Linked DNA regions of Mus musculus: all the other regions are linked to region 2. A link is a contact called in public ChIA-PET and HiChIP or PLAC-seq data. All regions are on one chromosome and are shown on one strand. The core of a region is the stretch at or near the end of the contact, and the rest is flanking DNA. Distances in the headings are between cores, read along the strand shown. Region 1 has its middle 42 kb from the start of Gm30292. Region 2 has its middle 8.0 kb from the start of Gm40047. Region 3 overlaps Gm30351 (a long non-coding RNA gene). Region 4 overlaps Gm30351 (a long non-coding RNA gene).

Evidence for each region. ChIA-PET counts read pairs in DNA pulled down with a chosen protein or histone mark. HiChIP or PLAC-seq counts read pairs in DNA pulled down with a chosen protein or histone mark.
Region 1: an RNA polymerase II ChIA-PET map of memory CD8 T cells shows a contact between it and region 2, with 587 read pairs. The contact joins two enhancer-like sites. A contact is called at or near these places in 1 of 39 promoter capture datasets (the C10 cell line), 2 of 15 datasets of contacts at CTCF or cohesin (large pre-B cells and pro-B cells), 21 of 484 Hi-C or Micro-C datasets (B cells, CD4 T cells, CD8 T cells and 12 more) and 9 of 115 datasets of contacts at active chromatin or transcription factors (CD4 T cells, CD8 T cells, T-cell acute lymphoblastic leukemia and 5 more).
Region 3: a BATF HiChIP or PLAC-seq map of CD8 T cells shows a contact between it and region 2, with 5 read pairs. The contact joins two enhancer-like sites. A contact is called at or near these places in 3 of 484 Hi-C or Micro-C datasets (Th1 cells, embryonic stem cells and nephron progenitors) and 3 of 115 datasets of contacts at active chromatin or transcription factors (CD8 T cells, T-cell acute lymphoblastic leukemia and regulatory T cells).
Region 4: a contact with region 2 is called in an H3K27ac HiChIP or PLAC-seq map of regulatory T cells, with 3 times the contacts expected there. The contact joins two enhancer-like sites. A contact is called at or near these places in 1 of 15 datasets of contacts at CTCF or cohesin (pro-B cells), 3 of 484 Hi-C or Micro-C datasets (B cells and embryonic stem cells) and 5 of 115 datasets of contacts at active chromatin or transcription factors (T-cell acute lymphoblastic leukemia, large pre-B cells, memory CD8 T cells and 1 more).

Annotation. Positions count from the first base shown.
Region 1 is chr3:52,837,008-52,841,619 of GRCm38.p6, forward strand. No RefSeq gene overlaps it. Among named protein-coding and RNA genes, the nearest start is that of Gm30292, 42 kb to the left of the region's middle. Within about 2 kb of position 3,359, at least 56 of the 459 cell types and tissues checked have an H3K27ac peak or open chromatin away from gene starts, as enhancers often do. A contact at or near this core is called in CD8 T cells, CD8 central memory T cells, DN3 thymocytes and 7 more, where this site is marked.
Region 2 is chr3:52,569,992-52,574,221 of GRCm38.p6, forward strand. No RefSeq gene overlaps it. Among named protein-coding and RNA genes, the nearest start is that of Gm40047, 8.0 kb to the right of the region's middle. Within about 2 kb of position 2,665, at least 48 of the 459 cell types and tissues checked have an H3K27ac peak or open chromatin away from gene starts, as enhancers often do. A contact at or near this core is called in CD8 T cells, CD8 central memory T cells, DN3 thymocytes and 7 more, where this site is marked.
Region 3 is chr3:52,953,395-52,957,939 of GRCm38.p6, forward strand. Gm30351 (a long non-coding RNA gene) reads left to right here. Exons shown (of 5, transcript XR_375652.4): 5 at 538-1,105. It overlaps Gm30402 (a long non-coding RNA gene), which reads right to left and starts at 4,498. Exons shown (of 3, transcript XR_867282.1): 1 at 4,254-4,498; 2 at 2,945-4,145; 3 at 2,782-2,811. Within about 2 kb of position 1,352, at least 40 of the 459 cell types and tissues checked have an H3K27ac peak or open chromatin away from gene starts, as enhancers often do. A contact at or near this core is called in CD8 T cells, Th1 cells and regulatory T cells, where this site is marked.
Region 4 is chr3:52,935,171-52,939,707 of GRCm38.p6, forward strand. It overlaps Gm30351 (a long non-coding RNA gene), which reads left to right. Exons shown (of 5, transcript XR_375652.4): 2 at 1,808-1,956. Among named protein-coding and RNA genes, the nearest start is that of Gm30351, 4.2 kb to the left of the region's middle. Within about 2 kb of position 2,966, at least 14 of the 459 cell types and tissues checked have an H3K27ac peak or open chromatin away from gene starts, as enhancers often do. A contact at or near this core is called in regulatory T cells, where this site is marked.

The DNA.
Region 1 (4,612 bases), core at 2,109-4,608, 270 kb after region 2:
GACAGCGGCTCTTTCCCTGGCAACAGAGGGTGCTGAGCTCCCGAGCAAGAGACCATTGTTTGTTTCGTTAATGAAATTAATTTTGCAGCTATTCACAAGATGCTCCGCGGTTCTGGGAAGCATTAGAACAAAAGAGCTCCCCTGTGCCAACCTCAGGTCTATGTAGACTGACATTCAAACAGGCTTACAGGTAAATCCTGTACTGTAGGGGATTTCATACTCTAATAATTACCACCAAAGGATTACTTGTTCAATAAATTAACAATTATATAAAATCTTGTGATAACAAATATTAATTTATCAAAATTAAGGTCTCATGAATTCATCTCCAACTGTCATTCCCATAGCCTCTCTGCTGAGAAACAAAAGATTCGGGAAACTTGGCAATGTATGAACTGGAAGCAAAACTTCACTCACTAATGGATCTATCCAAACTGATGCCATTTGAGCAACTTATTTTGGTAATAGCTTTTAAACAGGGGTTGGGGTGGGGGGTGGGGAATGAACCAATCTTCTACCTACTGAGTGTTCCTCTCATTTGATTTGCTAGTTAGACCACATTCACAGCCCAAGGAACAGGATGGACTCGTGTGCCACACAGGAAGACAGATGTGGGGTTTTCATCCCCCTGCAGTTGCACTTTTTGCCTTTGCTACTTTTCTTGACTTTTATTTTCATTCTGTGCCTAGCAACTCCTTAATTAACATTTTAGATGAGAACGTCAAAGCCACCGAGATGGCAGGCTGCTACTATTCTTGGTCTTGCTGACACTTTCCCAGTGGCAGAATGACAGTCACAGCTGCAGTCATTCTAAGGAATTTGACTGGAATTAGCATGAGAGTTGGGTCACAAAAGCTTCCTTCCTATAGTTTAGTATTTATTTGTTTACTTTTAAAGCGGTTTAGATTGTCCTGAATGGCTGGGCCCAAACAGAAAACCTCTCTGGGGACACGGTTGAGTGTGAATCTCATTTTGAAGGGCCACAGCTCATATGTTAAAAAAAAAAAAAAAAATCATCCTAATTCAAGCTGTGCGCCTCTCAATGTTTTCAGACTCCATGCTCATGGCATTGTGCAAAACAGACATGGAAAAGATGTTCTCTGCCAGCAAGTGGTTCTCAAGCTTATCAGTTTACTCGTAGCTTTCCCGAAGGCTCCGCGTTCACTATGCTGTCCACATCGGCTGCATACAACAGCGGCATCTCGTTCAGTTTTATATGGGAGGTCGGTTATTACTTATGCTGAGCACATCAACGGCTAAGTCAGCCAAGCCCGTGAACAGACACACGAGGCGGACGTGAGCTGATAGTCTTCTTTCTAAAGAGCACATTTGATAAAGTCAGGGGTGAGCACTTGATGTCTGTCTGTCCTGTCTTCTTTGCTTCACCCTGGCCTGTTGGAGACAGATGCAGTAGGCCGTGCAGTGGTCACTGATTTTATTCTCTATCCATCCCTGCACTGGCTGGCTGTTCCTCCAGTGTCTCCTTTCCCTCTCTTGGGTGGCTCAGCCTCTAGCATTCTAACTGGGTCGGGCTTGGGGAAGTCTTCCTGGTTCAACCCCACAGTAATATTTGTTCTCCAAGCAGTCCATAAATTCCCCTGCACACTCCCAGAGCAGGGGTCACCAGCCCTGTCAAAGTGGTGTTTCACAAGTCAAGGCCAGCTACTGAAATTCCTTGAGAAAAGAGGACAGATTCCCCTTTCTATACTGAAAGGGGACTTTCTGGAGTGACAGTGGTGACTTTGCAAGAGTTTTGATGTAGGAAGCATGGCCTAATAGAGTAAGTAAAAGCAATGAGAGTGATGCTCTTAGAGCCTGCCCCTGGAAATGGATTTCCTGAGAGGAATGAGAGTCAGGAGAAAGTGAACAAACTTTAAACTGCTCAAGGAACAAGAGGCAAGCAGAAATCCTGGCCCTGTGTACGCTTTACACATACAGAGCACACCCTATGTATGATATGAAAATAGTATCTGAAAGCAAGGCAGCATGGACTATGTCCTGCATTAAACGGATTCACTGTGAGGCAGGAGAAGTCTTATCCCAGCCAGGAGCACACAGTCATGGGACTGGTCCTGACAGGAACGTAGACCCAGCTATGTACAGATGAACTGATTGATGATGGGGGTGGGGCTAAGAAAGAACAGCTTCTAATATCAGATTTGAATAAGATCCTGGTCTGAACAGCTTTAAGGCATCTGTGTGCACATGATCAACGGGGTCCGTGGTCACAAAACTCTTGCAGAAACGGAGGTAGAATCATTTTGAGCCTGTGGAAGCAGTCTACATCCCTGCAGGCTAGCCTAGCTCCTGAGACATTCTGTCATGGCATCCATCCTCCCTCCAGCATCCAGGACTTCTGCGCGCTAATTGGGTTTAAGGAAAACCTGTAATCCCAGTGTTCTGGCAGCTGGGACAGAAAGACTGAAAGCTTAAGGGCAGCCTGGGCTACAGAGTGAGTGATACATTGTCTCAAAAATAAAATCATAAAATAGCTCAAAATAAAATCAATAGAAGTATTTCTGTTTAAAGTACTGAATATTTAAATACTGACTATAAGAATGGACAGCACTCTTGTCTGAAGCTGTAGTCATCAGATGGCTCCCGGAAAAGCATCAACGACCCCCGAGACTTCTGTGTATACCCTGTGGGCAACTCATTTTTATCAGAATCTTTCTTCTCCTTCCTGTGTTGCCAGAACCTTTTGGACATGGGTTCTGGACCAGGAAAGACTATAGTCAGTAGAAATGCACTTGTTGCACCCTGAAGCTTCTCTGGGTCCATCCAACTCTTGGACCTGGGGACTTCCCAAGACTTTGCCCTAGGCTGCTGGAGAGTCTCATCTGTCTTCTCTGCTTGGCTGTACACTCACTGATGGCTAATGGGAGCAGGCTGTAGCGTGGGAAAGGCGAAGAGGGTTGCTACAGTGTTGCGGAGACTCAACGCTAGGCAGACTCTAGCTACCTTTGACAGCGACAGGCTGTTGAAGAGCAAGCGCTGCCTGCAGAGAGCTGGACTGTGGTTTGCTACTGTGGACACTGACTTCATTTGTTCTTATTTCTTGTTCTCAAGACAGCCTATGAATGCAGACTTGCCTGGAATTTTGAAGTGCATAGATTATTAAGGTAGGGAAGAGAAAATGTGGGTGTTAGAGGGGGACCACACCCAGGCAGCTGCCTAGGATACAGGCTCTGTAGTGTATTCTAGAAGTCCCTGGCAGAGCTCGGCCTCCAACAGAATTCTCCTCTGCCCTGAGACCGCCCATCTTCTCCTTCCAGGTTGTCTCAGCAGAACTCACCGTCTTGGCTGGCCTCTTCAGCCCTGGTTCATCTTCTCATCTGTCAGGGACCCACCTGTGGCTTTAATGTGGGCCTGCCTGAGCCCCACCCTCCTACACCCTGTGGTTATCGGTCCTCCACCCTGATCTTATCATCTGCAGGAAATCAAAACACCATGTGTGTGAGCATAAAATTCTGTCATTTATTTGTGTTGCAGACTTCAGGAAGAGGAGAGAAAGAGAAAAAAAAAAAATCACAGTTCACTTTTCATTAAAAAAAAGGGGAGGGGGGTCACAACGTTTAATTCTTAGTGACCTAAAGTCAGCTAAAGTCAGCTTCACTAACGACCAGGAAATGCCTGACCCTCGGGTCCTCACTGTTGTCATGAACTCCAAACGTTTTAAAAATGGAAATTAAAAAAAAAAAAAGTAATTACCTCTTAGCGTGTTAAAAAGTTAAGTTGAATTGCCCATTACCATGGAGATGGCTTCCTGTTTACCACACTGGTCGCCCAGCTGTTGAAGACCAGCCACCCAGCCAATGAAAAGACAGCTTTTAGCTTCCCTTATTCCATTAGTGCTTCAAATAGTGAGTCAATACAACCTGTAATTTACTAGTCGGTAAAATTTGATAAATTGTGTTTTCATATATATTAGTGGTTTTACGTTTAACAAAGTCCATCATATGGAATTACCACTATGGTTAAAAACATTATTTTATATTTTGAGAGGTAGGGGCTTCCCTGTGCTTAAAATGCCTACCCTGTGCCTTTTAAAATTCTGGTATAGCATTCTGGTACTTCAGACAGCCTCCTGCAATAAGGAATTGTCCTCTTTCCTCTTCACTGGTCAAGAAAGCTGCACTATTACCCAATACTGATACATAATATCCTTTATAACAAAATCAAGACTCTGGCTACCAATCCCCAAAGACCCTAGGATTCTAAAGTACACTATTTTGTGTCTGATAATAAATAAAAATTATTTGAAAATTGAGAAGTTTTTATTTTTCTTCCCGGCCTGCATGTAAAAATATTATCAAGCTACCTAATGAGTCCAAGGAGATGGGACCACAGATTTCAGTAACTAAATCATTTGAAGAAGAGAGGTATGGGGACTTGGGTGGAAGTGCCATGCACCTGGGAATGTGGCGATATTCGATACAAAGTATGGCGATAAAGAAGAGAGTAAAGTGTGTAAGCAGGAGGAAGCCAGCTCCCAGCAGTTTGTTGGAAAGCTTCAAAAGAGCCCTCCTGTGAAACAGTCGGCAGCTAACCACAGCTCTGGGAGGCTTCTCCTCACCTTGGAAGAAGCTCAAAGCTTCCCTAATGAGCCCTC
Region 2 (4,230 bases), core at 1,415-3,914:
GATCAATCGATAGATAGACAGACAGACAGACAGACAGACAGACAGGATGGATGAGTTTAACCTGAACTGCAGAAGCTCTGCGCAGGGGGCTAGGTTCATTGCTGTGTGGTTGTCATAGAGAACTTGAATGCAACTTCTTTGTCAACAGCTATTATTTTAAACATATTTTGACTACAACTCAGTTTCAGAAAGGGGAGGAAGGCATTGCATGAGGACCCAAACAAACCCATCCCACTCTCACTCACATAGTCTTTCAAAGGGCGATGTGTTCTAACAATCTCCACTGCGTTCTTTGTCCCCCTTCCTAAAATACTGGTTTGTAACCCTCAAGCCTAAAAATTCTAGGTCCAACTCTTTGATCCTTTCAAGGACACTTTTAAAAAAAATTTTAATTTAATTTTTTTTTGAGGATCTCTTTCCTTTCCAGAATTTTCAACCTAGTGTGTGTCCCCCCCCCCCCCAACTCCAAAATGGGAGTTAATAGGGCTTAGGAGCATCAGATTCATCCCATGTCATAGGAAGCAAACACAATTCCTGCTGTGTGCTCAGCACTACACAGCTCACCCATTCACAGCAGTGGTCTTGAGAGCATCACTGGTCCTCAGCTGTCCCCCCTTCCTGCCAGCCATTGCTTCCGTATACCTCCCACACCTTTCTTTACTGTCAAGGCGACAACCTTTCACCTTTATCCTTCAGAGGGTCCCATTGTCACTCGACTACACAAATCTTCCCCCAATTTATTCCTCCTTCTCCCCTTCTTTATCTTTATTCTTTCTGCTTTTGACTGAGTATTTTTGATCTGTACTTCCTTAGTAAGGATCTTTTTTTTTTTTCATTTACGTTATGCATGAATGCATTCATTTATCCAATCAGCCTTTCAAATTTAGCTTAAGGAATGTTTTAATGAGGAAAATATAAACCCATATACTAAATGGGAAAAGAAGACATATAATTCCTGCTCTCAAACACCTTGAGGAACAGCAAAGGGCTTTTGTACAGTGAGTTCCCTTGAGGTAACAAGGTAACTGGAACGTGGCAAAAGGTCAAGTTTTGGAGCTTTGTATACCTGGATTTCAAATTTTGGCACTACCAGTGTCTAGCCATCTGCTTTGGCGTGAATAACTCCAAACACCAAAATGGTAGTTTGGGTAGTTGTGGTATGTGATAGTTTATCTTGACCATAACCTTGATTGACTTGAGAAGTGCCTGGAAGGTGGTAAAACACACTGCTACCCATCTCTGAGGATTCACAAAGTGGGAGATGACCCAGCTTGGGGATCAGTTACCCCACCTATGGACTAGAAACCTAGGTAGGATAAAATGGGTAGAAGAAGGGAGCCTGGAACCACAGACACTCTTTGTGATTTCTGGGAGCCTTGATATGGATGGCTCTGCTTAACCATCTTCTCCTAGCTGCCCATGAAGGGCTGAAACACCTGGGGCGCTCAGTCCAAGTTCTTCCTTTTCTCTAAGATATTTCTCTCAGGTGTGTGCCACATCTGAGTGATGAAAAGTCTGAAACAGTGTCATAAAGGTAATATTATCTTATTTAATGTCACATGTTCCTGTGTGCTGTGTACTGTCATTAGCCCTACAGATAAGGAAACTGAGGCCCTGAGATAAGAACTCAGATGTTCTTATTGAGAGCATTCCGAGAATCTCTGATTCCACACATAAAGCTACCTTAACTTCTCTGAGAATATAGACTCCGGCTTCCTTAGTATCACAGACTGGAACCTAGTTTTATAAACTCTTCGCAGGGGTTATCACATATTCAACAGATTTCTTGCTCAGCTAGAACGGCACCCTGTCAATTTTCCTGCTCAGGAGATAAGACTGTGTATCTGCAGGATCCATTCTCTCATGTAGACAACGAGGGCATCAACAGATCATAATTACCATCAAGACCGGGTACCCTCTCTGTGCTGTGTGGTTACACATATGAGCTCCTGGTATCTTACAACCCTGTGAAGTAAACATTATCAGTCAAATTATAGACGGGAAGACTGTATAGGTAGATGGTAAGACTTCCTTTAGCTGCTTCTGTGGTAGGTATTATCATTAATCAGTGGAGTAGCTGCAAAATGATAAAGTACATCAGAGAATAGACAGGAGTCCAGGTCTGTTTGATTCCAGGGCTTTATTTTATTTTATTTTTTTTATCATGAACCGTGACAAAAAGTGCGGGCTCAGAGCAGCTTTAGATAAAGAGAGACTAGTTTTTTCCATGGAGTATTTCATCTGATGGATTGTTTCCACTCCAATGAACTACAGCTCCAGTCCCCAATGCTACTCCAACGACACTAGGATTGAGTAGACTGCCACTTTCTGTACAGGGGTTGAATCCAGATGTTTTCTTCAGTGATGATGCCTCCATAACCAGCCAGAGACCTTAGCACAATTGACCACATTGGAGGTGTCATTGTGACCTTAGAGCCTAGCACATAGGCCCCAATTCCTGACTAAACCAGAACAAAGTCCTACCTCATCAAAGACCCAGTCCATAGTTCCAGGGTCTGGAATAGCCCCTTAAATGTACTAAAATTTTTTTTTGACTTCTTCAGTTTTGCTTCTTGCTAACTGTTCTTGTTAACTAAAGTGTGTCATCCAGGATGTGGGTTTAGTGCATAAAAGGCAAAGCATGGTGAAGTTTGGGGCTATACCATTTGGGCAAGTTTCCCACGCAGTTGTCAGCTGGCAATAGTCTTTCTATTCATCGTTAAGACCGTCTATGTGTGCTCTTTGGTGGAATTATCTTGCAACATCCCAGGCCTCCTGCCGGGACTCAGAGCACATTATTTTCTTATGCGGCACTTTTGTGTGACATAAGCAATTTAAAGGAAGAAGAGTTTATTTTGGGTAAGGATGTCAGAAGGTTCAGTCTACCATGGCAGGAACAGCTCACATTAGAGTAGAGAGGAAGTGGAGTGGAGTGGTGCAGGAAGATGTGAGTACAAGAAAAAGTCCTTCTACCTTTTACCACCTCCCCAGTGACTTCGTTCATCATCCAGTTGGTCAATAGAATAACCCATTTATTAGGTCAGAGCTCCCAATAATTTAATTATATTTGGGAGTCTCTCTCTCTCTCTCTCTCTCTCTCTCTCTCTCTCTCTCTCTCTCTCTCTCTCACACACACACACACACACACACACACACACACACACAGATAAGCTTCAATAATTCTGAGGGTGAGTTGTAATCTAATCTAGCTGACAGTCAGAATTAACCACCCCATCTGGCTCACTCCTGAGCCTCAGACAATGTTAGGCAAGCATAAAGAATGAACGGCAGCAGGTCTCGAGGCGTGTTCTGCATACATTTTCTTCTTCAGGATGTTAGCAGATGCTCATCAAGCAGGGAACAGGGTGCCCACTCTCTTACATAATGAGGCTGGACCTCTTTGCTCCTCGGAAATGTTCAATGTCCACTTTCTGCCTTCTGAACAGGAGCCTAGACGTTCTGGGTCTCCAGCCCTGAATATTACTTTGTATTTCCATTCCATTTCTGCTTCACTGTGATGCTTATTTTGGTGTTCTTGAGATGGACTATGTCTTTTCTTATTTATCCTTTGTTGTGAGGCAAGGCCTTGCTATATGTAGCCAAGGCTGGCCTGGAATTCTGGATGCTCCTGCTTCAGTCTTCCCATTGATGTGACTGTCAATGTCTACCACTGTACACTCTCTGTACACACTGTACAATGTCTACCACTCTTTTAAATTTTTCTTGATATATGTTTTACCTCTTATTGATGGGCATGTGTGCGTGGTACAGAGAACCATGCCCAAGTGAGCTCTTTGGACCACGTGTCCTAGGTCAAGTTTTGTACTGCAGAATGTTAGGGAGCTCTGTGTTCTGTGACTATCAAGAGTAGACTAGCCAGTGTCCTGCTTCCCTAATTCCTGAGGCTGAGGGCTCAGCTTGTTTGCTGCTTCTGCTTCTCGGTCTGTGAGACTCCCTTTGGAATGGGTGCCAGCGAGCCTGGAAGTGATGGGGAGGCCCCTTTAGAAGAACTAAAAGTTATTTGGGTTGCGTGGGAGGTGCGACAGCTGCTTTAGGAGGTCCTCACAGCTGAGCGTTCAAGGGATGATAGGTGTTTCTGGAAACAGGGAACGACTTCATTTCTGCTGTGCTAGAGCACTCTGAGGGGCTTGCCAAAAATCTCTTCTAAAAATGTGACTGTTAAGAACTTAATTTTCTTGGGTTGGAGAGATGACTGAGCAGTTAAAAGTA
Region 3 (4,545 bases), core at 102-2,601, 380 kb after region 2:
TCACATTTTAAAATCAGTGGCCCCAAGCGTGGACACGTTATTTGTCCTCTGCATGAGAGTATCTTTGCTGACTGAAGAAACTACCTTTGTAAGGACGGAGAGAATAAGGACGTAAGAGAAAAGAATGACAAAGAAAAATGGCTCAGTAAATGGGACTTTAAGACATCTTTTTAGATCACATGTCCTTTAATTATTTACAGCCAAATCTTCAGAAAGCAACACATTAAAACATCAGTGACAATAACAGCCGACATGTAATGCTGCCAGACACCGTTCAGTGCCAGGTGTACGTCCATTCTCTTAACCTTCACAGCATCCTTGCATTCCCTACCCCTGTGTCTGTCTGTCTGTCTGTCTGTTTCTCTCTGTCTCTCAGTCTGTGTGTCTATCTCTGTCTCTCCCTCTATGTGTGTGTCTGTCTGTCTCTGTCTCTCTCTCTGTCTCTCTGTCTCTGTCTGTCTGCCTGTCTGTCTGTCTCTCTCTCTGTTGACTATCTGCAGAGTTAATCTGAATTTCCTTTTGGCTTATACTTCACAGAATTCCTATCAAATGGAGACTTGTGGATAAGGCAGATGACAAAGCCATCTGGCCACACTCTATATAAAGCCAAGCTTCTGACCAGAGGTTTCCAAGACATCGTCATCACCACCTCCCATCTCTGGAATGGCTCCAGAAGCACAGGTCCTACACAGGTCACAAGAGGATGATGATGATGATGATGATGATGACATCAGCAGAGGCAGTGGCAGCCACAGGGTGGTCCAAACAGGAGCAAACATCAAATATAATTTTCCTGATGGTGGGATTTTCTGCTTTGAAGGGTTCACAATCCTGAGTATTCACAGTGAGAGCTGAAATAAAGTTTTACCCAGGACCATCTGAAGGGACCAGGTAAAGATAGAAGGAGCAGTAGGATTTTCAATCTGTATGGTCTTTAGAAGAGCCACTGCGGTGGGAGAAAACGCTGGGCGTGGCACTTTGAGAAGAGTCCACATAAATGCACCTTCTCTCCAGTTCCCTCCCCAACACAAGGAATTCCACGGGAAGCTTACCTACGGACTGCCAATCCCATCTTTAAATGAATATATGCCCATGGATGAATAACCTTAAGTAAATATATTTTAAAATCTAAAGGGGGGAACTAAGTCAGGCATTTGCTATAAATCTTACTATGTGTCTTAATACCTCTGTGTCCTAAAGCAAAATTGCTGGGAGGTTTCTCTTCTGTAAAATGGGCTAACCCTTATAAGCTTGTTGTGAGAATGACTGCACGCGTAGATGCACACCACTTGATAGAGAATCCAGTTAAACACTAAAGCATTTGGTTAAATGATCTGCTAGCGTCAGTTCCTCCCACATCTGCCAATCCAATTAACCGCATCCTCTTGGCAGAGAGAGGGAGAGTACTGTGCTGAGATCAACCTGACCACCTTGCCTGGAAGGAGGCCCGTGTGCAGTAATCACCCACACACTTTTGCTCGCTCCGCTCCCTTCACCTTTGACCCAGTCTACTCACTCCGGTTCACAGAGTGGTGAGCCAATATCACAAAGAAAAGGGACATTTCCTACCTTTGAAAAGAATGGGCAGAGACCCAGCAGACTTGTGGTGCCTGCCATTTCCCATCTGTAAATTTCTCAAAATACTTTCCAGTAAACGATCTGTTGGGGTTCGCGCATCATGATGAATAACGTTAAATGTCGCAGTCATTGTGTGCCTTCTAAATACAATGGTTTCTTCAGAACATGCAGTTGGTAAATTATGAATGGGAGATGGTTTCCACCAGTCTTCTGTTTGCCACAGAGGCATTATAGAAATGTATCAACTCGTAAAAGCGTCTGCTTGATTCCAACAACAAGTGGACAGCATAGTCATGAGTGTCAAGTTCAGTGTCACCTCCAGAATGTGGAGTCCTTAAGTCAGCGGGCAGAGAGGGCAGAGAGTGGATCTTCCTGAGAGCACTTTCAGAAACCACTCTCACTTTCACTGTTTGAAATGTCACTATCACAAAGTTGAAGGCTACAGGTTCATCGTGAACGGGTCATCCGATCCACCATCCTAGTGGGGTGGGGTCATCTAACCCCTGGACCAACTCCTTACTCCCTGCCCACTCAGAAAAAATGCTGCGGGGCGGGGAGGTTCGGAGGGGGGGGCACTATTGTGAAGAGCCACATGCCTTTCCCCAGTCCTCCCTGTTCATCTTCCATTCGATGCCAGACTTATTTAAACAGGCCCAGCTGGGGCTGTGGCAGCCCTCTTTATCTGCCTTCACATTCTTTCCTCTGCCTATTCATGCTGCTAAGTAGGGCTGGACCGGCTTCCTGAAATCTCGTGGGATGTGGGGGCTTTTCTCCCTGCAGCAGAGCCTCTGAACCTAGTTGTTTTGGGTAACTAATTTCCTCCCTTCTTCTCCCTGGAATACACAGAGCTTCCTTTGCCCAGCGTGATAGCCACCACCCCCCAACCCCCCTTCGCACCACAGAGAAGTTGGGACTGAGGTTGGAACCTCCCAGTGCTCTTGAATTTCCTGCTGTCACGAAGCAGGATTTCCTGACTGGAGATGTATATGGTTGAGGCACAACGTGGCTCTATCCTGACCTCAGCATCCTCCTCCTCCTCACTGTACAATATATCATATTTATGTCCCACGGTGATGAGCTCTGCCCTTCAGTCTTCACTTTGAAATATCATTTCCTTCATTCCTCTAGGCTGAACAAACCACAGAGTCCTTCGTCCTCTACCTACCCTTAACCCTGGTTTTGATTCTAGAAGTGTTTCTTTTCGTGTGCTTTGATCTGTAATTGGAAGGATTTCTGTAAGTTAAAAAAAAAAAAAGTTTAAATAACTAAGGAAGAAAATATTGCATGAAGCTTAGTCCTGCTAAAATTTCCTCTTCTATTAAAAAACAGCAAATAACTAAAAAAATAAAAAGATTGGTAGAAATACCTAAAAGTGTATGCGCTCTTTTGTTCTGTTCTCTTTTGTAAGTGCCGCTGCATATCCTGACAACGCCCAGATGTTTCCTAGACACAGTCTTTCCAGCCTTGCTGTTGGGGCCGAGCCTCAGAAGGGCCCGTCAGTCAGTTACCTTCATTGCTGCAGCGTGGCACCCACGCTCTCATCAAGGAGCACGGCTCAGAGATGCCCATACCAGAGTCACAGGCTGAAGCGGTTGCACTTGGTCAAGAGCAATGCCGCTAGCTTGAGGCTGGGCTTCCCTCCAAGCTCAGCTGGGTCGGAGCAGTGCACCAAGTTCACTCCTCCACCGGGCAACGCTCACTCCGGAGTTCCTGCAAGTGAATGGGCCAGAGTTCTACGTGTTGAAGACAACTCTTGTTCTTAAGCACATCTATAGACACCAGAGCGCCCTCAAGGGGAACCTAAACACTGGGGGCTCCCGAGCCACCTGCCTCAGCAGATGCCCGTGGTGGTGGGGCCAATTTTGAGACCCCAGTTCTGTCCTCTTAAAGAACTTATTTGGGTAGCCCTCCAATCGTCCCTTGTATCTCTTGGTCTTCACTAAGAACCTTATCTTCATCCAAACAGGTTTTCTTAACTTTGATCCTAAGGGAATAAGGGTTTGGAAATCTCCCCGAGGGTATCCAGGCATTGGCTTCCAAGAGACTAACACCTTCCACTAATTCCAACTCACTAAATGGCCTCCTTGTTCTAGATGAGGAATTCCCTGTGCGCACCCTGCTGAATCCGATGCTCACGGCATCCGGTGCAGAATGAATTTCTGTATAAGCCAATAGGATGGATCTGCTGCTCCTTGGTCATCTTGCCTTTCCAGGTAGCATGAGGCTACTCTAACTCACAGTTGGATTTTCCCCAACGATTCCATCCTTTATTGATAAAATTGCCAGCTGTCGCTCATAGCTCTTCTCTTTATCTGTGGTCTCTGTTACAAATACCCGAGATAAACCAACTTGCAGGAAGGAGGAGGGGCTTATTCCGGGTGGTGTTTCCAGAGGCTTCCATGAATGGTTCTGTAGTGTTCTTGCTCTGGGCATTTGGTCACATCCCATAACACACCATGGTGGAAGCATACAACAGAAGAAGCAGCCAGGGTCCCTAGACTCTCTTCAGAGGCACTTGGCTCCTTCTACTAGGTATGATTTAAAGGCCTATGGTCTCCAAGCACCACCTGTGGTAATTAACAGCACATGGTAAACAGGGAGATACTCAATGGCACCTCCTTAGCATCTGCCTCCCTTGAAAGTTCCTCTCCAAGCCAGTCCATCTCTAAACGTACCCAGAGTCCTGACGGCTCCAACACTGAAAAGTCCGAGTGCAAAGTCTCCTCAGGGGGACAAAGAAAATCCTTAGCTCTTAGCCCCTGAAAAAAAAAAATCAGTAGAGCAGGTTATAAACTTTCCCTACAAGGCAGATCAAATGTCTCCATTCCAGAGGTCCCCAATAGAGGTATAAACACCACCACAGAAGAAATACTGAAGAATATTGTTTCAAGTCTGTCACACGGGCTACAGGAAGGCAAGTTGTGAGCTCCAAAGGGCTTTGGAAGCACAGCCTTTGTGGGCTTGCTC
Region 4 (4,537 bases), core at 1,716-4,215, 370 kb after region 2:
ATCTATAAGATGTTTGTTAATGTAAAAAGCAGCGTTGTGATAAGCAGAATAAAGATGCTACATAGAATATCCATGCAATAATACTATTGCCATACCCCCAGATAAATTGTACTATATGGCAAAAGATACTCTGAGGGTATAATTAAGGATGTGAAGGAGAAGAGAATATCCAAGATTATCTAGTCAGGTCCAATATAATCACAAACGTTCTAAGGAGGAGAAGGCAAGAAGGTGAGAGCTACAGTCCAGTGGTAAGTAGGAGGGACAACAGGATGAGGCCACAAACGCAGAAAACAGGCAATCTGAAGATAATCGCACTGTCATCTGTTAATCAATGTACGTTCTCTCATTGGCTAAACAGTAATCCATAGTGCGACTATAAGATATGTCTAACCTTTCACTATTGAGGGATGTTTGGCCTGCTCCCTCCTCTATGCTCTTCTGTATGAAGATGCTATGAGCACTAATTTTATAGGTTTGGATGTGAACACGTGTTTTCTTTCCTCTCGGGTGGATGAGAGGGGCTGCATTTCCCGGGTCCTATGACAACTGAGTGTCTCATTTTATAGGAAACATGGATACTTTCCAGAGTGACTGTACATTCCCACCAGGAATCTCTGAGCTGTTCCCATCCCCTCTGTGCTCAGGTACCATCCCTGCTTTATATTTAGATTCCTGGTGGAGTGTGGCAACACTCCATTCCATTTCAGTTGTCTTTGTTCTACTCACTGAGTCCTTAAGTCAACCACCCGCTTATGTTTATTGTAGATCTGCACTTTAAGATCCGTTTTTTATTTAATCTGTAGATGTCAAGTCACTGTGGTGTCACCTGTTGAAAGGGACACCTTTCCCCCATTACTCTACCTTCCTCACACATCTCAAGAGCTTATATATGTGGACTTGCCACTCTCTGCCCCATCACACTGGTTATATTCTGTTTCCCAATTGATGCCAGTCTTGCTAACCGGAGAACTGTAGCATTGTATACCACTCTCTGTTGGTATTGTTTTAACTTAACCCTAACATTTGCATTTTCATATACAAACTTTATAATAAGTTCGTCTAAAATGCTCTGCTGGTATTTTAGAAGAAATTGCACTGACCTATTGATCAATTTAGGTCTTAACTATGCCAAAATTCCCAATCTATGAACACAGTATGTACCTCCATTTATTTAGTTTTTGTTGTTTGTTTGTCTGTTAAGACAGAGTCTCACTATGTAGCCCTGGCTATGGTGGAATTTATTACATACAACCTGGCTGTCCTCTAACTCACAGAGATGTCTGCCTCTGACTCCTGATTGTTGGAATTAAAGACATATTGCACCGTGTGCAGGTTGTTAACAAGAGGAGACAATGAATCCACCAAGCAAGCTGGCTAGCTAGGCTAGGTGAATGGGCAAATCCTGGGCTCAAGTGAGAGACCATGCCTCAGCATACACCAGACAAAGCAACAGGAGACAACTAGCATCAGCCTCTGGCCTCAGCATGCACATGATACAAGTTCACCCACATACATGCATACCACACACACACACACACAGAGAGAGAGAGAGAGAGAGAGAGAGAGAGAGAGAGAGAAGCAAAAGAGAAAGGGGAGTTGCCCATATCTGTTTGAAAAGATGATCGTATTCATACAGACATTTTATAAATTTTCACAGAAAGGACTCTTACAGTGTGGTGTTTTAATACATCTGAAAAGACTGGTAACTTCAGTTCGATGCATCTGGTATTGTGGCTGAAGTTGGAAAGGGGCTTCATGGCAGCTGGATCCCCCATGCCCTGTTGCTTCTTCTCCTCCCTAGCAGCTCTGATGATGTCTGAAGCTAGGGAATGAAGCCATGCTACGATACAGCAATGACTCCGTTAAAACCATCTGCTGTTGTCTGTTGACCTGGAGACATCGTGCAAAGAAAATGCCTGAAGAATCAGCTGATCTTCACCCACTATCACACAGGTAGCCAGATGTATTCTGCTCTATTAGTATAGTTGGAACATTATTGAGAAATACTGGTTTCCAATAAAAAAATGAATGAGAGTCTAAATAACTCACCCCAAACAGCACATGGCCCTTGCCAGTGAAGATCATGAGCAATTTGTCTGCCATTTGTTTTTCAGGGACGGGGATGGGGCCATTGGCATTAAGTTGAAACCTAAAGTAAGGTACATTGATTTACAGGAAATTGTTCCTTTATACAGGAATTCATCATCTACAAATACTGTTTCAGGGACTATGTTGAAGCAAGGCTTGTTTTCTTGAGTCAGATTTACCACTATCCGTGTGTCTGTTTATAAGCACATTTTTAGCAATTCAAGGGTTCAAAGTTCACAATAATTATTTTTTTGTCTTAAGGGATCTCAGGTGGCACCAATGTCTTAGAGGTTGTGTGCAAGATAAAGAGGGAAGGTGGGTGTAGACATCTGGGGCATGGGTGTAGCCCAGTGGGCACTCAGTGCTATTTTCCTAGGAGATGCTGTTGTAATAGGTCTTACACCAGAGAGAATGTAAGTCCTCTCTCTCAGAGTGAAGACTGTGAAAGTCTCCATAACTTTCCGCTCGTCAATGAGTTTGCTGACAGCCCTTTCATTGCCTAGCAGATTTATTGGCAGAACTCAATGTCCATATGTTTTGGAAGATGTGAGCATTTAGTGACAGGTAACACGACGTGTCCTAGAACCACTTTCCAGAACTCAAGACTTGTCTTGCTGATGGAAGGGTGGTGCATCCTGGGGAGCCGGAGCTGTGAACACTGCCAGCTCAGGCGGGCTGTGCCTCTGCCTCCCACTTCTTCTCACTTTCAGTTGAGTTAGGACCGGAAGCCAGGACAGTTTTCCGTTTCTGAATCTCCTAATCCAAGGCTGATTGCTAACCAAGTTTTCTTCTTTCTGACACAAAGGGCCTGGGAGGACCAAGTTGCTGCAGTGGTGAACTGGGTGTATCTGTCCATCTGTACAGGATGTGCCAGTTTATCCAGACAGAATACTCTAGATGGCAGGAAGCAAGGGTAGGGGTTGTTTTGCTTTCTGTGATCTCTCTCTCTCTCTCTCCCTCCCCCTCCCCCTCTCCCTCCCCCACCCCACTCCATGTGCCTGAAAGCCAGGATAGATGTCAACCCCAAGGAAATCTGACAACAAGCAATTAATTAATCACCAAAGTCAGGCTCTGTCCTGAATATTTATTTTTCATTCATATTACCTAGAGAAGAAGGATGGATGTTGGTCAGTTTCCAACAACCATCTCTCAGCACGGTGTGTGTGTGTGTGTGTGTGTGTAAAATGTTGTCATAGGTGGAGGGAGGCAATTGCTTTGTTTAGAATAGAAAGTCTCACACACACACACACACACACACACACACACACACACACACACACACACACAGAGCCAATAAGCCAGGAAAAGGAAGGTCAGAGCTGGCGTTTATACCTGCCCTCTGGTTACTTTCCCAGAATCCAGTACCATCCCCCAGTGGCTCCGGAACCCACTAGAGCCAACTTGGATGCTTTTCAGCCATGACTCACTGAGTTGTACCAGGTCTTCCCGAGAATCTCATCCTATGCACTCCGAAGCCACCCTTTTAGAAAGCTGCTTGAGGTGATATCTGCAGAAAGCCACCTCATTGCCATTTTAACATAAAGAGCTCGTTGTATGTTGGGGTTTAGCTTATTTTATCATTTTTACTCTAGGTTGTTTTGTTCTTTAAACAAAACAAACCTACTTCTATCCCATATACCCCACGCACTACCCTGATCTGTACTTTTTTATCCAGCTTCTGTTCATAGGCAAACAACACACATTTCTCTTTCAGCTTATTGGCTTAGATCTTCCCGGCATGGGACTAGAGATGTTTTCAGATTCCCTTTCAGTTTGAGTGCTCATTTCTTCTCTCACTCCTTTCTCTCCCCCCCCCCCATGCCTTTCTCCTTCTCTCTCCTTCTTTTGGTATGAATCACTATAGGTTTAGGAGTTTGCATTTTCTTATTTCAAAGCCTCAAGGACTTTAATTCTCCCCTGGATCTTCACCCTCTCCCAGAGTGTCCTCAAACTGATTCATGTCTCCTCCCATGGCAAATATGAGGCTCACTTTGTAAAAATAAATAAAAGAGACTAGTGAAACTGAAGTCACATATAGCTGCTGTCTTAGTTTGGGTTCCCATTGCTGTGATGAGATCAAAAGGCAAGCTGGGAGAAAAGAGTTTATTTGGCTTACATCTGTATGACTGTCCGACGAAAGAAGTCAGGGCAGGAACTCACACAGGGCAGAAATGACAATGGGCTGGGCCCTCCCCCATCAATCACTAATTAGGAAAATGTCCTACCTCCAGATTTTATGGAGGCATTTTCTCAAGTGAGGTTCCCTCCCTTCCAGTAACTCTAGCTTGTGGTAACTCTAGCTTTTCTTAAGTTGGCATAAAACTAGTGAGCACAGTTGTGCAGAAAGGAAGGGCTGCTAGCATAGAGAAAGATAAAAATGGCTGCCATGCTCATTGGCCACATGACCATGGCTCTCAAATCCCTGACCGTGAGAATTGCCTGCACT